Linked DNA regions of Mus musculus: region 1 is linked to region 2. A link is a contact called in public HiChIP or PLAC-seq data. All regions are on one chromosome and are shown on one strand. The core of a region is the stretch at or near the end of the contact, and the rest is flanking DNA. Distances in the headings are between cores, read along the strand shown. Region 1 overlaps Gm51939 (a long non-coding RNA gene). Region 2 has its middle 56 kb from the start of Ehbp1.

Region 1 (6,931 bases), core at 4,339-6,838, 230 kb after region 2:
AAACAGGAGCTTCTGGTAAAGAAAAAAGATGAACCATTGTGCCCTCCTTAAGATGTCATCCAAATGTGCCTGTCGACCATCTGGATGGAAAAACACCTCTCAGCAAGCTTCTTATTCCAGAGACTTTAGAAATAATACCACACCCTCCGATCATTGACCACTCTCATCCTTGAGAGTACCTTGTGTTATAATAAACTTTGTCTTCTACACCAAATTCTGTGTTTCATCTGAACTCAGTCAGAGATTACAAGCACTAAGAATCCAAGGGAAGCTAGAGTGAAATCCAACAACATGAAACATTTTCAATTTAAATTCCATAAATGTAAATGAAATTAAAATGCCAACTCCTCACGTTTCAAGTTCAACGTCCCCTGTGGCTGCTAATGTGGTTCCACCTTTGCACAAAGATCTATTGGATGGTTCTGCCTCCCACCCCCAACTGCCTTGAGAAGTATTTATAGGACCACTGGAGAATGAAACCCTTGAAGAAGGTCAGAGTTTGACTAAGCTTATTTCATTACTGTTACAAAATACATGACAAAATCAACTTAAGGGAGAAAGGAAAGATTTAATTTGGCTCACAATTTAACTCTACCATTGCAGGAAGGACATGGTGGCTGAGACAGACTGAGTTTGTGATGGAAGGAACTAGCATCATTGCTTCTTGGGCCTCTGAGTATCAGGAAGCAGAAAGAATAAATTCTAGGTATAACAATATAACCCTCAGGTCTACTCTACAGTTCTACCTATTCCAGCCATGTTCCATGTCCCAACACCTTCCCAAAGCAATGTCACAAGCTAGGGACTGTCTTAGTCAGAGTTTCTATTCCTGCACAAACATCATGAGCAAGAAACAAGTTGGGAAGGAAAGGGTTTATTCGGCTTACACTTCCATACTGCTGTTCATCACCAAGGAAGCCAGGACTGGAACTCAAGCAGGTCAGGAAGCAGGAGCTGATGCAGAGGCCATGGAGGGATGTTCTTTACTGGCTTGCCTCACCTGGCTTGCTCAGCCTGCTCTCTTATAGAACCCAAGACTACCAGCCCAGAGATGGTCCCACCCACAAGGGGCCTTTCCCCCTTGATCACTAAATGAGAAAATGCCTTACAGTTGGATCTCATGGAGGCATTTCCTCAACTGAAGCTCCTTTCTCTGTGATAACTCCAGCTGTGTCAAGTTGACACAAAACTAGCCAGTACAATTGACCCCTTGTCAACTTGACACACAAAAACATCACTAATAAGCCTCAACCCTTACAATCTTATTCATCCCCAAGATCTAAATAACTTTAAAAGTCCCACAGTCTTTACATATTCTTAAAATTTCAATCTTTAAAATATCCATCTCTTTTAAAATCCAAAGTCTTTTTACAATTAAAAGTCTCTTAACTGTGGGCTCCACTAAAATAGTTTCTTCCTTCAAGAGGGAAAATATCAGGGCACAGTCACAATCAAAAGCAAAAATCAATCTCCAACCTTCCAATGTCTGGGATCCAACTCACAATCTTCTGGGCTCCTCCAAGGGCTTGGGTCACTTCTCCAGCCATGCCCTTTGTAGCACACGCATCGTCCTCTAGGCTCCAGATGCCTGTACTCCACTGCTGCTGCTGCTCTTGGTGGTCATCTCATGGTACTGGCATCTCCAAAACACTGCATGACCCCTTCAGTCCTGGGCCTTCAATTGCAACTGCAGTGCACCTTCACCAATGGCCTTCCATGGCCTCTCACAGTGCCAAGCCTCAGCTGCTCTGCTCAACTCCTTCATGCCTTCAAAACCAGTACCACCTAGGTGACCCTTACACATTACCAAGTCCAGCCACAGCACAATGTACAACTTTGGCTATATCTGGAACACAGCCACTGTGCTCTCAGAAAACACTTCCCAGAAGATGTCACCTCAATGATGCTGGTCTCTTCTTAATCACTCCTACTTTCTTAGCTCCAGCTAACCAGCATCAATAGTCCCAGTAATGCAAAGTTTTTGCTTTAGTAGTTCTGGTATCTTGTTAATCACAGCTAATTCTTCAGCCCCAGCTAACCAGAACTACAGAATCTTCACAATCAAAACAGGAATGGCCCTGAAAAGAGTCTTTAATTTTCCCTCTGAAATTTCACAAGCCAGGCCTCCATCTTCTGCACTGTTCTCAACATTATCTTCCAAGCTCCTACAAAACATCTAACAGAGCTATTAACAAGGAATGGATCTTCAAACCCAAAGTTCCAAAGTCCTTCCACAGACCTCCCCAAAACATGGTCAGGTTGTCTCAGGAATACCCCACTCCTGGTACCAATTTGTCTTAGTCAGGGTTTCTATTCCTGCACAAACATATGAGCAAGAAACAAGTTGGGGAGGAAAGGGTTTATTCGGCTTACACTTCCATACTGCTGTTCATCACCAAGGAAGCCAGGACTGGAACTCAAGCAGGTCAGGAAGCAGGAGTTGATGCAGAGGCCATGGAGGGATGTTCTTTACTGGCTTGCCTCACCTGGCTTGCTCAGCCTGCTCTCTTATAGAACCCAAGACTACCAGCCCAGAGATGGTCCCACCCACAAGGGGCCTTTCCCCCTTGATCACTAAATGAGAAAATGCCTTACAGTTGGATCTCATGGAGGCATTTCCTCAACTGAAGCTCCTTTCTCTATGATAACTCCAGCTGTGTCAAGTTGACACAAAACTAGCCAGTACAGGGACCAACACAAACCTGTGGAGGACATCTCCCACTCAAAGCATAACATTAAGCTTAGAAAAGGGTAAAGAGTGGCTTTAGAGTAGAAAGCATGATAACTTTAGAGCATGGCAGTCTTCACCTCTAGTTCTAGCACTCCAGAGGCAGTGGACTCTCAGATAGGGATAGATGGAAAGTTTTAGGAAATCCTTGGCTACATGTAAGACTAACTCAAAACAAAACAAGGATAACAGCTAGGTAAATCTTGCTGTATATGTTTGCTAAAAAGACAAAACCAGAAGCTTATAAGTAGGTCACAGGGCTCTTTCATTGTGAATTAGCTGTACTGAAACAGGAAAAGAATATTGTCAAATTCACTTGCTGACAAAGTCTGTAAATACTATATGTCTTAGTTGCTAATGCTGTGATAAAATACTATGATCAAGGAAAGTTATAAAAGAAGGTGTTTAATTTTGCTTATAGTTTTAGAGGGTTAGAGTCATGGTTGTGTTAAAGGTACAGCTAAGAGCTCACATATTGATCCACAACCATGAAATATCAAGAAAGAACTGAAATCAGGAGTCTTTTGAAAGTTCAAACCCACCCTCAGTGACACACCTCTTCCCACAAAGCCACACCTCCTAATCCTTTCCAAATATTTCCACAAACTGAAAAGCAAGAATTCAAACTTACAAGCACATGAGTATAGTAGTACCCAATTAAATAATCAAATTGATCCCAGTGAAGGTGTGTTTCTCAATACCTGCCCCAATGTTCTGGATTCTCCAATGAAAGACATACACATAGCCTTTATATTTTGATATGCCTTAACCAGCTCAATGACCGGGCCACTTTTTAACCTCCACATGATTAATCTACCTCCCTCCAATATTCCCAAGTTATTACTTACTAAATCTTATTTTATCTTTGATGCCTTGGACCCAGTTGGGCAGCCCTCTTGGGGATGCTCTCCCTGGCTCCTACATGGGGGCTATGCTCTCTGTCCCTCACCTTCTCAGGCATAGAATCTGTTCTCTCCATCTCCCAGCAGTGTGGATTTCTCTTCCTTCTCCCTCCTTCCCTTGCCTGGGAATCCTAAAAGTCTTGCCTCTATCTGCCCTGCCCAGCCATTGGCTGCCAGCAACTTTATTTACCAATCAGAACCAAATGGAGGCACAGTCCAGTCCCTCAGTGTCTTGCATGCAGACGTGTGGATTTTCAGGTAAACAATTTGGGGACCCAAATTAACATAATACAAAGAGCCACATATGAGGGCCAATTTCTACATTCCACATTCCGCTCCCTGGCCTCAATAGGTTTATGACCATATCATAATGTAAAATGCATTTTGTCCAACTTCAAAAGTCCTCATGGTCTTTCACAATTTCAATAAACTTTAAAAGTCCAAATCCTCTCTGAGACCCAAGACAATCTATTTGTTGTAGACTCCTGTAAAATAAAATAAAATAAAAATTACATATTTCAGCCAGGTGTGGTGGCACATAGCTTCAATAACAGCACTCAGGTGGCAAAGGTGGGCAGATCTGTGAGTTTGGGGCCTACAGAGAAAGTTCCAGGACAGCCAAAGCTATACAGAGGAATTCTGTCTCATCCCCCACCTCACACACACACACACACACAAATTACAAACCTCCAACATACAATAACACAAAATATATATTCCCAAAAGTGGGGAATGGGATACATTCCCAAAGTGGGGAATAAAATAATAGGCCAAAGAAAGACCAAAACCCAGCAGGGAAAGCTCTACATTGCTCCATTCATGATGTCAATGGGCTTAGATGGCTCTACCCTTCCAGCTTTACTGCCTGCAACATACTTCACTTCCATTCCCAGTCTGACACTCTCCTTGGCAGATGTTCCTGGTTATTGTGTCCAACATCTAAGGATCTCCAACACAATCAAGGCTTCAGTTTCATAGCTGCACACAATGGTCTCTCAGGCTCTTCATACTGATACTCCTTGTCATGTGTTTGGCTTCAGTGGCTCTCCTTTACCATGGAGGAAGGTTCCCCTTTAGCCAAGTGTCTTTCATGACTCTAATATATATGACACTGCCAAATTCAACTGCCCACTTAGATTGGAACCTGGCCCCCTATATTAGTAGAAGATTTCTTTGTTGGTGGTTTTTAGGAACAAAAAAAGATCCTCAGAACTTTCCTTTTCACAGCTGGAAAGTTAGCTGGATGGAGTCTTGCCCTGAGGGCATCACTCCCTTCATTGCATTTTGCACCGATCCTCTCTTTATTTTTTTCTCTTTCAGCACAAGCATTGGCTCTGAAATATAATTTCCTGGTGCCATTTTTATCTTCAAACTATACATTTTGTATTTATTTTACTCCACTTGCTCCTTTTCATTATAGACCTATCTAACAGTGATTACAGACAAACACACAACATAATTGATATTAGGCTGTCTTGGAGACTTTTCGGCCAAAGAAATTAGTCCATTGTTTTCCAAGTTAGCTTCAAGTAAGTTCTTAGGTCAAGAACAGAAAGCAGTCACACTCTTTGCCAAAATATTACCAAAAAGGTTCTCTAGCCCATTGCGAATTGTTTGCCTCAGAAACCTCTTGATCAGGACCTCTATAATCCACATTGCTTTCTAAGAGGGGGCTGAGGTCACATGCTTCCCTGTTTCCCCAACCCCCAATTCCATCATGCTCACTGCAGTGGCTTTGTTTGGTTTCCCTCGTATGTATAAATGGAGATTATTGTGAGAATACATAATTTACTAATGCCTCCAGTACACTGCTCAAATCACAGGCTTTAAAAAAAAAAAAAAAGTGTCAGTTTATCTACATTCAACTAAATTTCCCAGCAGTGCATTTCTTGTTTGACCTTGTCAAAGAGGACTCTTGTGTGTGGTCTGGAAGAAGGGTGTGAGACAGAAGCTCTCTTGTTGTTCATCTGAAGGATCATCATTTTTTGTTGCCGGTGGGGAAGAAGGCAGCAGTGAAGCTCAGAGCAGTTCTACCTTCCTCTGAGTTTCCCTTAGCCTTTCCCCATAGATAAGTGTTTAGTTCCGTGGCAAAGGGAAGGAGCCACTCCTGCAGGACAGAGACACCATCTACAGGAACAATGCAGACAGACACTGGCTTCTGTCTATCCTTGGGTGCTTACAGATGACCTTCTCCTCTTTTATCTGCCTTCCCAACTGTCTTCCCTGAGGCACTAGTCACAATCAGAACCGCTTCACAGAGGTTCCCAACTAGGCCTACAACTGTGGGAGAGGACTGTGAAAGGTCAAACCAATCCCCAGCCCAGCTCATGCTCTCTCTCTCTCCCTGCCCAACACCACCACTGTGTCCCTTCCCCTCCCTCACACAAAGAGAGACAGAAAGACAAAGGGCAGGGGGAGAGAAAGATCTTTAGGTTGTTCTAAACTGATGAAACAGAATTCCATTTTTTTTTCTAAATTACCCGCAGAACAAAATGTCCTTTTAGAAATTGTTTCAGGATAAGTACAATAAAAGTTTGAAAATAATAATAATAAAGCAAGGGGGAATCCTACAGCCCAAACTATGTCTATCTTTCCTGCCAGAGGTACAGGAAATGAAGGACATGTGTCCAGCCTCTCCTGCTATTGAGCCAGGACCACTCACACTGATTTGCTCAGATCAGTGCAAGAAGCAAACAAGATGCTTGTGCCAAGGGGGAAACTACAAGTGCTTGAATCAAGCATTCTTCCTTTTCAGCCTGGTCAGGTATCCACTGAAAGGTAAGGAAGGAATGCTCATATCCATCCCACCCATAGATGCACAGAACGTGCCATGTGCTCAGAGGATCTTGGCTAGAACCCCAGTAGCAGCTGCCAGAGTTGGGATCTCTGGATTTCCTTCTTCCTGCCCCTTCCATTCAGGAAGCCAGGAAGCAGTACATGCTGCTCTCTCCAGCTGAAAGGAACTATCAAGCAATACTGCCTAAGAAAGAGTTCCCGTCCTGTCACATGATCTGGGGTAGATTTAGGAGAAAACATGAGTCTAGCTTGAGCCTCATCTAGGTGCCTCCTCCGGTTAGGAGCTTGCTGCCTTTCTGAGCCTCTTCCTGAAGTTAGAAAGCTATAGATCTTACCCCCTGGAGTCTGATCATCTGATTTGTTTTTTTTGTTTTTTTTTTTTTTTTTTGTTTTTTTCTGAGACAAGGTTTCTCTGTGTAGCCCTGACTATCCTAGAACTCACTTTGTAAACCAGGCTGGCCTCGAATTCAGAAATCCACCTGCCTCTACCTCACAAGTGCTGGGA
Region 2 (6,864 bases), core at 2,729-5,228:
TGCAATCATTTGCCAGTCGGCAGGAGTTAGTGCCATGCTGGCAAGCCTGTCTAACTGCACCAAGGTAAAATTAGCATTGATTCCATATTTAATCTGCACATATTCTACCGGAGCGTGGACACGCCCACCCTCGGCTCCTTTAAAGACTGGAAATGCCTGTTGTATTTTCCTTTGTTCCTCTCGGGGAATGAATGAGTCTGCGCACTGCCTTTCTGCGCACTGCCTCTCTGCGCATTGCTGACGCACTACGGGCTGACGCACTACGCAGGGCGGGGACTCCGCATAGGGCGGGAGTGCACCTGGTAGCCGATTGCCCTGAGGCCAATTAGCAAACTGGCCTTCGCCAGCCGCTTTTGGCTTTTTTCTTGACCGATTAGCTGGCTGGTAATGGGCTGCTTCTTCCTCCCAGTCTGTTTCCTCAGAGGAGGATTCTTCACTTGCTTCAGAGTTACTAAGAGCTGGCTTCCTGAGCTCATCTAGTGACGAGTATCTCCTAGAGACCTCCGCTAATTGATCTTTTTTCTTTTCTTTTTTCTTTTTCTTCCTTCTAATCTCTCCCCAGGTATTCCTACCTGACCTTAACTTTTCCTCGGGTTCAAGACCCTTGGAAAGGCCTGTATACTTACCGTTTCTCCTTGCTCCTACTCTCTCTCCCCGCTTTACTTCTGATAGACTGTCCTGAATTTCCTCTAGAATTTTCAGCCCTATCTTAAGCACTATATAACATGTGAAAAGGAACAAAAGGGCTCCTAACACCAGAAAAAATTCAAGGCCAAACCTAACTTGTAAAGCCATTTTCCACTTTACTTCTGATAGACTGTCTTGAATTTCCTTAGAAAGTTCAAGATCAGACTTACCTCGTTCCCCAGCTGAAAAGTTCTGAATTCATACAGTTGAATCCTTCTTAACAGTCTGCTTTACGGGAACCTTTATCACCGTCGTTCCCCAGCTGATGAGTTCTGAATTCGGCAGTTGAATCCTTCTCAACAGTCTGTGTTACGGGAACCTTATAACCTTGATTCGCAGTTCTGGTTCTGGAATGAGGGATCTTCCTTGCGCCAGTCCCGAGTTTTTTCTCGTCCCGGATTTTCTCGTCCCGGAATTCGGCACCAATTGTTATTCGACGCGTTCTCACGACCGGCCAGGAAGAACACCACAGACCAGAATCTTCTGCGGCAAAGCTTTATTCTTACATCTTCAGGAAAAGAGAGCAAGAAGCAAGAGAGCGAGAAAAGCAAGAGAGCGAAGCAAGAGAGAGAGCGCGAGACAAGAGAGAGAGAGAACGAAACCCCGTCCCTCTTAAGGAGCATTCTCCTTCGCCTCGGACGTGTCACTCCCTGATTGGCTGCAGCCCATCGGCCGAGTTGACGTCACGGGGAAGGCAGAGCACAAGTAGTCATAAGATACCCTTGGCACATGCGCAGATTATTTGTTTACCACTTAGAACACAGGATGTCAGCGCCATCTTGTAACGGCGAATGTGGGGGCGGCTCCCAACATAATGCTTATAATAAAGTATGGTTAAGTTGTATTTTAGACCAGTGCATTTTGAAGAGGATCTATTTTAGCCATGTTAATTAATAAGGAGCTTTTAATTATTCAGATAAACAATTTCCTTTTGCCTGAATTCAAACTCAAAGGCTCTCGGGTTAAAAAGGCACCTCTGATTGGGTTCATGCTTTGAGATTTTCCCCATCCCCATCCCCACCCCAGCACCTAGGAGCAGGATTTCTTGGTGGCATTTGAGACACAGAAGACTTTATTTTGTACTTTGGTTCTCCCCCACCCCCACCCCTGTTTTATGTTTTTTTTTTTTCCTTTTCAAAAATGTAAGACCATCATCAGACTGTCCTACATATTGATATTTCACGACTCTCAATAACATTTTTCCACCATGTTTTCTAATGAGGAGCACAAAGTGGCAACTTTGGGTATAACCATGAAGAAGCAGCATCTAGGAGTTTCTGAAGTATCTCAAGGGCCATGATCTTCCCATATTAGGTGCTTTAAAAACCACTTGCTTAAGAGCACTTTGTAGAGGCAGATAGATTACAAAGCGCTGACCTCTTCTGGCACTAGGATTCATGGTCAGTAAGGAACAAGTGGGTTTCAGCCCTCCTCTGTTCCTGGAAGTGTATTTTAGTATGTACAAATGAGATTACTGTGTAGATCCTGGAGGAGGTCCCCTTTCATGGCCCTTTGCTATCCATGCCTGAAGCAACAGAAAAGACACCTAAAATGACATCAGCTTAGAATCTCTCCAGATCCTGCCTTCACAGAGCTGTCACTCTCTTCTGGCCTCTGCAGTTCTTTTCACATCATTAAAATGAATCAGGTTCCACCCCCCCCCTTCTTTTTTTTTTTTTTTTTTTGATTAAGGTTCACCTAGCAGGGATGAGGGCTCCAAGGTTCACCTGCCCTAGCCCTTTCTGCTTCTTGAAGAACTGCCAGACAGACAGCAAGACACTGTACACAAAGCATTCTGTGAGCATCATAAACATCTGCCTCAGCACTATTGGTATGGGTGCATCCTGTGTACACTATAATCTCAATTTGTTTGAAAGTATTGCCTTAGAAAACATAAGCCATAAAGTATATCAATTTATAATGTATGGGCACCACTTTCCTATCATAGGGTTAATCAAATAGTGTATTCCAAACCAAATATAGATAGGTGATGGTGAAAATAGATGAAGTATAACTTATGATGAACTATCAGGAATAGAAGCCACTGGCAATTGCAACCTACTCAGTACACACTGGTGCCAAGAACACGGTAAACGTCCCCAAAGCCGAGGCAGCCCTGTAGTTTATAATAGAAACTTCAACATCACCAACAAGTGTTGCCTATCAGGCAGGCAAATTTTCATTTAGATTTTTGTTGAACTCTAGTTATTTGTTAAAATTTCATTTGTGAACCCCAAATACTACTTACGCTTCACAATTAGCGAGTGGCATTTAATGACAAAGCATACACACACACACACAAATCCAGGACATCATGAGCCATTAGCTACTAATATTCAAAGAAAAGACATTTGGTGAAATCTTGGGAGGATGTTCATGGCCTACCTGTTAGCGGTGGTTGAAATCACTGCTTGGATAGTTAGCTTGTCTTTTTGATGCAGCTTCTTAAGTTGCTGGTAACTGGTCCCGTTTTATTCTTTGACACTGTGGGCATACTGACTCTATGCCTTATACAGCAAGTGCCAGTCTCTCATTGGAGTCCCTCTCTGGAAGGGAAAGTTAGATGTTACCCTCTAACTGGACAGATGCCTGGTGGCCACCCTGTAGCATCTGTGATGCCATAATGGGAAAACTTGGGAGAGTCATCCTAAAGGGAAGTCAGAAGACTAATCACAGGCCAACTCTGCCTCCCAACTTGTCGACAAGGAGCAAGTACCTCCTGCCTTGGTTCAGGTTTTTGTTTAGTAAAGCAGAAATAGCAAAACACAAAGCCTTTCTTGGGTATCTCATGAAGACTGAATGAGATTGTATAAGTAATAAAACACTGTGAAATATAAATTAACTATGAAGAGACCACATTTGTGCTGTGCTTGCTAAGTGACAATGTTCATGCAAACATCCACACTGTTCTTCCTTGTTCACCAAGCAGAACTGATACTTGCACTGCTCTGATGTATGTGGGTGACATTGGGTCCACACAGTCAACAAGCAAGGTCAAAGGTAAAACAGCACAGGCCTGACTGTCAGTGGTGAGTTTGTGATTCCTCAAGTACATTTCTTGTTGGCTCCAGATCCCTCTTTTTTTTTTTTTTTTTTTCCTTTTCATGCCCTGGAGAGTAAGATATATTACATATTGATTCCAGACATCAGAAATGAAGGAGGCTTTTCTTGTTTTCTTTTGTTTCTTTTTCATCCTACTGGAGTTTAGGACTCTTGGAAGACAGTGGAAGAATGCTAGGAATTCTTCCTCCACCCAGTTGGGAATGTGTCCTGCTGAGGGCTCTTGGCAGAAATGTGAGGGCTGCCGGATAAGGACCAGCTTGTAGAGCAGCAAAACTTGGAGTTGCACACTGCTGCATAGGCATGGGTGTGGGTGTGGATGGCAGCCTCCTCTGCAATCAAAGACCCTTCTCAACCCTCAGATGCTGCTCTTTCCAGATCTTAGATGCTTCTTAGCCAGTGAATGAAGACACAGCCCAGCCAAAGGTTTCAAGCAAAACACATCTGGATGTTGGAGGTCTTTGGGAAAAAGCAGACCTAAAACTGAGGCAGACTAAAGTCTTATGAAATAATCAACTTTATTCAGCGCATCAGACAATTTATACTCCGAGGGTTAAGCAGAGTCACCTGAGTAAATTGTCCAATCACAAGGATAAGCTGCATATGACAAAAACATGTTTTCCATAGATACACATGAATAACAACAGCTGAAACAAACTCAGCCCTATCCACTACACCAGAGAGGAGCATGAATTCCAAGAACAATTCTGCCATGCTTCTGCCTTGATGATAATGGACTGAACTTCTAAACATGTAAGCCAGCTCCAAATAATTGTTGTCCTTATAAGAGTTGTCTTGGTCACAGTATCTGTTCACAGGAATACAACCCTAATTAAAACACTGTTATTCTTGCTTTACTTCCCATTAAGCAGAGTCTTAGGATTTATTTGGATCAAGGAAAGATGAATGGAAAATTACGACTTATTTCTGTACAGAGACAGTGAAATGCTCTATTTCTATTTTCTTTACATAAAATAATTCTTTTCTTTTGTGTAGAATGTAGTGACCACCTACTCAAAGGTAACATATTGAGGTGATAGAGTCCTCAGATAAAAGTAGGTTGAGTAAACAAATAGAAGACTATATTCTAATACCAACTTTTCTGGGAAGGTTTCTCACAGATTTATCATTCCTCTTACATATTCCCAGCTTCATCCAAACATTACTGACCATAATATATTACATCTACTTTTGAGTCTCTTCCTGTGAGAGTATAAAGCTAATGGGGACAGTAACTATTAGACACATGCTGGACACTCACTTGTAGAAAATGCTGAAGTGACATGTCTTAGAGGTGATGAAGACATTCAATACACATACTTGGACACAAGATGATCAGGGTCTATGATACAGGCTGGCGAATTCAACTCCAGAGCTTCTTCAATTCGACAGACTTCCCAACAGACCTCCATATGCCATGGGGTTGGGGTTCTCACAACTAACTTCATATCAGGCTTAACAAATGGTGGGCTGTAGGCAGGAATTAGCTTTATGTACTAGTCAAGGTCATTTCAGAATTGGATTGAGACCATTAAGAGATAATGCTTTGAGATTCTAGTAAAGTAAAAGCAGAAAGAGGGAGATAGATGCTGGAATAACTTCATAGTCATTGATATCATTGATAGCAGTTGATTAGACAGTAAAATACTAGATAGAACTTCAGTAGCACACTTAGGGACCATTGTAAACACCCTAATCCAATGCCTTTATCACTACATGAAACACACCATTAAAGAGGCCACAAAATGGTGCTTCTTTATAGCATAAGAACTGAAACCAGAAGGCTATTGAGCTCAGCTAGGATTATGCATGCCACATGACTCTCAGTGTTTACTCTCTGCACAAGCTGACTGTGGACTTGGGGAGACTTTAATGTCTAAGCAGATTTGTAGATATGGAATTTACAGATAAGATTCAACTCTAGTTGTGATTTATTGAACACCTATCAGATGGCATTGAACTATGTGATAAATATTACATATATATGTGATACATTATATATGTGATATAAATCATATGTGTATAATATTTCATATATCACATAGTTCAATGCTGTCTGGTCGGTGTCCAATTACTCACAACTAGGGTTAAATCTTATTATCTGTGAATCACACACATATATACAAACATGTATACATGTATATATGTGAATACATAGATGTATATACATATGATATACACATATATATCATATCTATTCATATAGATATATGTGATATATGCATATATATCCAAATTAATGTTTTCATGCTTCAAATGAGATAACTTAGAATTGATATAATGGGACAATGGGCATATCCTTGGAGTCATAGGATATATAAAAAGGTTAAAGTCATATAGTCTGTATGTCAAGCTTCTAGAAATACAACTGGCATTGGAAACTTATAAGGGGCTCAGTGTCTGTTCCTCTTAGAAACTTCAACCTCAGTAGTCTCTATTCTTGTAGAGAACCAAGGCTTCAGTGCACACTCTGCAACAGGGTAGTGATTAATTATGCTTAACAACACACTAGATTGTATGCCAAGTTCTAGAGAATATTTCTATAAGAAGGCAAGCCTGGAAATGAATCGTACATCATCCAGCTCCTGACTCTGCCTAGGTAGCAGCCCCCAAAGCCAGAAACAGGCAAGTAAGCAAAATAAGAGACAAGTATGTCTTGCTGGGCACTGAGTGGGAAGCCAAGAAGAGAGCAAGCTCTACATTTACTGTTTGTATTTCTCCTATATTTCTTTGCTAAAACCTAATATTCTGTGTGGTAGATAGTACAAGGATATGTAATATCACTATGTGGTAGTGGAGGTGATGCTTTTTGTATGTGTCTATTAATAAATTATATACAATAATGTGTTTCATTTGACATTTTTCATACTCATCTATATTTTAATAAAATTCACCCCCATTACTCCCTATTGCTCCCTCCCACTCTCACCAATCCCTTATCTCCTATTAATCACCAATCAGCCCCCTTCCTATTTATTTTTGTATTGTTTTTTTAATTAGGGTTTCTCAGAGGATCCTGGGTGAGGGGCTGTTTGCAGGAGCATAGGTTCCTTACCAGGGGTTTTTTACATCACTGAAGAAAATGGCTGTCTCTCCTGAGAGAGTTGTACTCTTGAC

What was found. HiChIP or PLAC-seq counts read pairs in DNA pulled down with a chosen protein or histone mark.
Region 1: a contact with region 2 is called in an H3K27ac HiChIP or PLAC-seq map of embryonic stem cells, with 2.3 times the contacts expected there. The contact joins two enhancer-like sites. A contact is called at or near these places in 3 of 115 datasets of contacts at active chromatin or transcription factors (embryonic stem cells and stem cell-derived neural progenitor cells) and 1 of 9 other capture datasets (embryonic stem cells).

The regions. Positions count from the first base shown.
Region 1 is chr11:22,567,458-22,574,388 of GRCm38.p6, forward strand. The region is part of intron 1 of Gm51939 (a long non-coding RNA gene); the gene reads right to left. Among named protein-coding and RNA genes, the nearest start is that of Gm51939, 14 kb to the right of the region's middle. Within about 2 kb of position 5,589, at least 12 of the 459 cell types and tissues checked have an H3K27ac peak or open chromatin away from gene starts, as enhancers often do. A contact at or near this core is called in embryonic stem cells, where this site is marked.
Region 2 is chr11:22,339,038-22,345,901 of GRCm38.p6, forward strand. No RefSeq gene overlaps it. Among named protein-coding and RNA genes, the nearest start is that of Ehbp1, 56 kb to the left of the region's middle. Within about 2 kb of position 3,979, at least 20 of the 459 cell types and tissues checked have an H3K27ac peak or open chromatin away from gene starts, as enhancers often do. A contact at or near this core is called in embryonic stem cells, where this site is marked.